2 separate regions of the Mus musculus genome follow, and region 2 is linked to region 1. The links are chromatin contacts, called in public Hi-C maps. All regions are on one chromosome and are shown on one strand. The core of a region is the stretch at or near the end of the contact, and the rest is flanking DNA. Distances in the headings are between cores, read along the strand shown.

Region 1 (2,850 bases), core at 285-2,784:
TTCTTTAAGTCCTTAGAACAAAACTGAACCACTTTTCTCAAACCATGTGAAGTAAGTATGTAGGCCGAGATTCACAGTCACACCATTCAATTCTGAGTTTCAACAAAATTAGACTGGGTTTCCACTTTCAGCCCCATTCTGAATTAAAAAGAAAATTCTGAGGTTTAGCCAGAGAACCTAAATGCTGCTGTGATTTCTGATTTTTCCCTTGAGAGTTAGTTCAGTTAGAGAAAGTCACGGTATAAGCACGCCCGTGCCATGAGCAGCCTCTGTCTCTGCTGCCCCCTTGGGGATGAAGAACCCTCTTTGCCCAGGTTTTCTGTCTTCTTGATCTCAATGGATACTGATGTGGTCCCAAGGTTCTGAGACCATCAAAAGCCTCTTCCTCGACCAAAATGTATGTTATGGGCTCAGTTCTCTTCTCCCAACAAAACAAAAGCCAAACAACAACAGCAAGAAAAAAAAAACCCCAAACCCCACCCTGGAAGCAAAGTCTCCACAGAAGTAGGTTAAGTGAGGGTGTTGCCCTAATGTCACAAGATGATTCCTTTCTACGAAGGGACAGCACAGAGCCAGGCCTCTAGCTACCTGTCCCCTCCCATGCATCCAGCAAGTCAGGACCATGTGAGCCCAGAGAAAGGCTGCCAGCTGCACCCCTAGAGCACAAGCCTCACTCGACACCAACGTTAGCAGGAACCTGAGCTCAGATTCTGAGCTTAGGACCCCATGGAAGAGGTGTATGTGTGTTAGATGAGCCTCAGGCCTATGGGGCTGTGTTACAATAGCACTAGCAAGCAAATAGTTTTTGACCAAAGCTCATTTAAAACAGAGTAATAGCAGAAGAGAATGGGAGCTTAGAATGAGCTCCCTGGGATGCCCAGGGCCACTAATACGAAATTCCAGCTCAAATGATATCATTTTAATTTAAAATGTGAGAGCCAGGCATGGCATCACGCACATTTTCCCCATACACACACACACACACACACACACACACACACACACACACCCTTTTGAGACAAATCTCATGTAGCCCAGGTCTTGACCTCTTCATTGCAGTTAAGGAAGACCTAGAACTTCTGTTCCTTTTGTTCCTGTACCCAGTTTATGTTGTACTGGGGATCAATCCCAGGGATGCAGGCTTGGTAGGTAAAGTCTCTATGGACTGAGCTACACTCTCGGCCTTCTGATACATTGTTGTGACACAGAAAGCTTCTGTTTTCCCAGTTAGAAAGACTCTTGGTCAGTTTGTTTAAATATAAGCTCACTCTTCGTGCACAAACTCCTGGTTCCCGTTTTCTATCCCGGTAAATGCCGATGCTTATCAGTCCTGTCTTTTAGGCAATAAAAGAGAAAAAGGTAAGCAAAGCTCTAATATGCAGGAATCCTTCATGGGTCGGTGAAGGTGTGCAGTGCCTAGCTGCTACCACAAGGTGGCAGTGCTCTCTCAATGATGACTTAATGTTGGGCCACCTGCCTGGTGGCGCCTTTTGGGAAAAGCCTATGAATTCCCAGCCCAGGCTGCTGGATCTTCTCTGAGCTTTCTTTAGTCTGTTCTAAGTACTGAGGTCTGTAGCTTGCCTGTTTCTTAATCTTAAGACCCCATTTCTCTCCTTGAAAGAAGCAGAATTATATGTACGTTGTCTGGAGTGATTGCAGACAGCGCCCATAAAGTCCCCTTTTCTCTGCCTTCAAAAGCATCACCGGAAAGTTTAGTTGGATGTGAAACTTCAGAACCCTCCCACATAGGACAGAGGTGCCGCTAGGCCACTTATGGCCTGGTCTTTGTCTAACTTGGATGTTAGGACACTCCCTGGACATTTCTGGCTTTGGAGTCTCGGGTAAAAACAAAACAAAAACCAAATCGGTGACAGTCATAGCTCTGGATGCTGAGATTCCATGTGAACAAACACAAACTGTGAACTACTGAGTGCTGGGTTTGAGGGCACTCTGGTACAGCCCCTGGAGAAGCGGCTGGTGCACATTCTCACTGCGTGCCCTTTAAGGGTAAACAATATTTCCGAGGAACAAGAGCTAGGAAACTTCTGGATGAAAACCAAAAAGCACAGCCCCTGAGCCTCCGCTCTCCTGTCAATCATGGTCACTGGTTGCTTCTTTCTCAAGCTGTTCCTTGGCTCCAATGCTGCACACCTGTTCTTCTCTCTGCCCATCAAACTCTCTTAACAATGGCCTCCGTTGTCTCTGTGCGTTGTTTCTTTGGCTCAGCTGCTCTCCCCACTGCAGCTGTTGGGCATCGGTGACAGCTTCGCCCCTCTAGGTAGGAGTCAGTGTGGCAGCTTGGAAAGCACTTAGAATTCACAGTCAGGAAGACCTGGGCAAGAATCCAAGTTTTTCCACTTAGTCAATATGACAGTCTCTGGCAACTCCGGCACTCCAGGCTTCTTTTAGCCCCCTCTGTAAAACCTTTATGACACCCAGTTTTAGATAATTGGTTTAGCAAACATTCTCTCATCCGCAATATATGATGCTGGAGTGGATTATCCTCCATCATTTCTGATGTCTGACCTCTGTTATTGCCAAACTCGGTGATAGAGTTTAGGTCTTAGATACCCCCTAAAGACTCATGTTTACGAGTGGCTCAGAAGTCTGTGTTGTTATTAGGGGATAGGTGGGGATTTTAAGAGCAGGGACCTAACAGAAAAGTTTACTCATAAGGTAACAGCTTTACATGTCCCCCTGGCATGATGGCTCTTTGGTATGGACCCCAATGCACCCACAGGCTAAAGCCTGCAGAACTTTGAGCCATGGCGAACCTTTCCTATTTCTAAGTTGATTACCTCGGGTATTGTTACAGTAATAGGCAGATGCTAACAGAATTGTCTTAGCCAG
Region 2 (3,233 bases), core at 52-2,551, 65 kb before region 1:
CTTTGAAGGTTTACCCTGTAAAGAGTGGGGAATCATTCCAGGAAAACTGTGCAGGCTAAATGAGATACGTGGTTGAGAGTGAGTACACAAACGCACACACTCACACACACACACACACTCACAAAGTGTGTGTCCAACACATCTCTGTCCCTCTCTGGTGCAAGTGCATTGGTAGAATGAACTGAGAGCAGAGAAGTCAAAGGCCTGAAGCAGCCTCTTAGAGAAGCGATGGTGGGAAAGATGCAGAGAGAACCAGGTCTTCTCAGCACGCTAGCAAGAGACCTGCTTCAGGAACCCTTAAGTCCGAGTAATCCCCAGCAAACCTGTCTCCCACTCTCTGTGTAGGGCCTGGCTTTGTCCTAACATCTTGAAAAGCAAAGATGCAGAAATGCTTGTGTGGTTTCCTGTACACATTCTCAGCCAAAGACCCAGCAGAATCCTTACACAGGCTTTTGGTCAAAATACCCAACTTAACACACTTTCTTGGTGTACCAATTCGGCTCCTCCAATTGCTGTCTGAATTCAAGCTAAGAGTTGATCTGGGAGGCTTGGATCAAGGGGTATAGGTGCTCTGCTTCCTTGAGGTACCCCAGGAAGAGAGGATTCTGGGACCTCCAGGGAACTTACAGAGGGTCTCCTTTGTCTAAGGGCACAGCATCACAGGGGCAACTTTGAAAGCAACCTGGGTTCAAGTTATTACTCAAGTTGGGGGGAATACCTCATCCCAATTGATGAATGGCCCAAAAGGAGTAGGGTACAAGGGATATCTCCGCCCACATTCCAGTGTTAGAGAAGAAGGAGGATTCAAGCCAGGAAGAGCCTTGGACTTTTCCTGCGTTCCTACACCATTTCGGACATCACTCTCTACCCTTGTTCTTTTGGTCTGACTCAAAACTAAAGAACGTATTTGAATTGGCAAGGCAATGCCGCTTTCTTTTCTCCCAATGTCTTCCCCTCCATCCTGAGAGAGCTGTTTTTCTGCTCATTGTTTTATTTCCAGGAGTACTTTGATCAGAGAGGTCTTGGCACCCGTGAAAGCCACAAAACAAGTTAAACAAATCAGGAAAATCCCTGCGCAGCCTGAGCCACACCAAACCACAGCAAATCCCGAATTTCTGGTGGCTTGCTCAAAAGTAGTCTGGGGATGCCTATTTGTTTCTCTGTGCAGAGCTCCACCTCTGCACCTGGTGCTCCTGGGTTGCTAGGGCAGACTGGGCGTGGTAGGAGAGAGGTAGTCTTGTCACGCCCTCCCACCCGCCGCTATAAGCTGGTCCCAGTAATTGGTCTCATTAGTAACCTGACCGGAGCCATCCAGCTGTGAGGATCTGTGAGCGCTGTCATCCGCTTAACGCCCTCGCACCACCCGCTCTCCCTCCCTTCCGCCACCGCCGCCGCCGCAGTCACCCACAACGTTCCCTCTGCTCTCATCCAGCGCCCAGGGCATGCTCCGAGGTCCAGCACCCGGCCTCGGCAGTGGCCAGGCTTTCGACCCTTCCGCGGAGACATGAGGCGTGGCCCACGGGTCGCCCTGGTCCTGGGGCTGCTGCGCATTTACCTAGGTGAGTAGCAAGGGCCCTGGAGGGTGGGTGTCTGTGCTCCCTAGGGGAATGAGGGGACAGAGGCTGCACTGTCCAGTTGCAGACTTCGGGAAGGTGGCAGGCTTCCTGCCGCGAGGCAGGAAGATGGGCACTTCTCCAGAGACTTAGAGCCACCATCCCGGCAGTCTCCTGGCTCTGCCACTAGAAGCTTTGGCTCCTTCAAACTTCTGCTCTCCTGGATGCCTGAGGCAAGGCAAGAAGAAGGAAATTGGGGTTGGAGAGATGGCTCAGAGGTTAAGAGCACTGACTGCTCTTCCAGAGGTCCTGAGTTCAATTCCTAGCAACCACATGGTGACTCCCAACCATCTGTAATGCCATCTGCCAGATATCTGAAGACAGAGACAAATAAATCTTAATAAATAAATAAATAAATATTTTTAAAAGAGTACGACCTTAGCCAGCTGATACACCGCCTCTCTCTCTCTCTCTCTCTCTCTCTCTCTCTCTCTCTCTCTCTCTCTGAGCTCTTTGATGGGGTGGGATTGTCTTTCAGCTTGTTTCTATGTGACTGCCATAAAATGTGTCCCTGAAAAGCTCGAGCTCAGACCATGTATATTGCCCAGGTCCCCACAGAGGAGCTCCTTGCAGGGAGACAAGCTCCTCTTTTTTAGTTGGGCCCAGATAGGCGACTTTGCTGGTGTCAAACTCCCTCTGGGTGTCTGTCTGTCCTTCTGTCTTCATTCTTTTCCTAGCCCAGGCCAACTTTGCCCCTCACTTCTTTGACAATGGAGTGGGCAGCACCAACGGGAACATGGCCCTGTTCAGCCTCCCAGAAGACACTCCTGTAGGTAAGAAAGTAGCTTTGGCCATAGCAGCCATTCCAGGTCTCCCAGAGGGAGTTGCCCCCAGAGGGCAAACTCACCTCCCCAGAACTCAGTGACACCACTCACTCGTGACTCCTCCTCCGGAGCCTATGGCATGCGCATGCCACATGGTGTTGGCTCCCGTGGGTACCCTGTTTGTGCTCTGAGGCCCTAGGGTAATGGCAAGGCAGGAAGCCACTGCTGCCATGGTGACCTAAATTGGACCCCTTGTCGAGACTGGGATGGGGTCTTCCAAAGATGGGTGTTGGCTGGCTTCCTCAGAAACTTGGTGCTCCTCAGAGGGTGACCTTGACCAAGCAAACATATTTGCCTCCACAAGCCTACTGTACCCAGGATTTAGAACCAGCCAAGAACTTCCAAGCAGCTGAGATTCGCAGAGGGGTGGGGAGTTGAGAGGGACGGCTCATACTCTGAACTTTACCTTGTCACTGTTTGTCTAGCTCCTGGGACGAGAGCAGAACAGAGATGCTTGCATTCAGAAATCCCTGAAGAGCCAGTCCCCTCACTGAGAGGCAGCTGACACCCTCCTCAGACCCCTCCTCAGAGTGTCTATGTCTCACTCCACTTAGCTCCCGATCCCAGGCACCCCTCTAGCTTCAAGTTTTGGGAGAGAGCTCATTCCAAGCAGAGGGAAAGTCGATAGTGTTAGACACCTCCTCCATAGGTTGCATTACAGATCACAATCTGTAAAGTGGCTGATGAGAACATCTGATGACTTTGAGGAAAAAGGATAAGTAGGAAACAGACAGCAGGGGTGAGGCCGGCTGGGGGCTTGTCTCCTGGGCACTGAATATTAATAGTTGACTCTTAT

What was found. A called contact is a pair of places that touch in the nucleus more often than the background predicts.
Region 2: a Hi-C map of rod photoreceptor shows a contact between it and region 1, with 2.6 times the contacts expected there. The contact joins the promoter of Cdhr1 here to the enhancer-like site in region 1. A contact is called at or near these places in 8 of 39 promoter capture datasets (the 3T3-L1 cell line, cranial neural crest, embryonic stem cells and 3 more), 3 of 484 Hi-C or Micro-C datasets (nephron progenitors, rod photoreceptor and spermatogonial stem cells) and 3 of 9 other capture datasets (adipose tissue, liver and pancreatic islet).

Annotation. Positions count from the first base shown.
Region 1 is chr14:37,032,040-37,034,889 of GRCm38.p6, reverse strand. No RefSeq gene overlaps it. Among named protein-coding and RNA genes, the nearest start is that of Rgr, 16 kb to the left of the region's middle. Within about 2 kb of position 1,534, at least 25 of the 459 cell types and tissues checked have an H3K27ac peak or open chromatin away from gene starts, as enhancers often do. A contact at or near this core is called in rod photoreceptor, where this site is marked.
Region 2 is chr14:37,096,415-37,099,647 of GRCm38.p6, reverse strand. Cdhr1 (cadherin-related family member 1) reads left to right here and starts at 1,301. Exons shown (of 17, transcript NM_130878.3): 1 at 1,301-1,559; 2 at 2,291-2,386. The coding sequence starts at 1,505.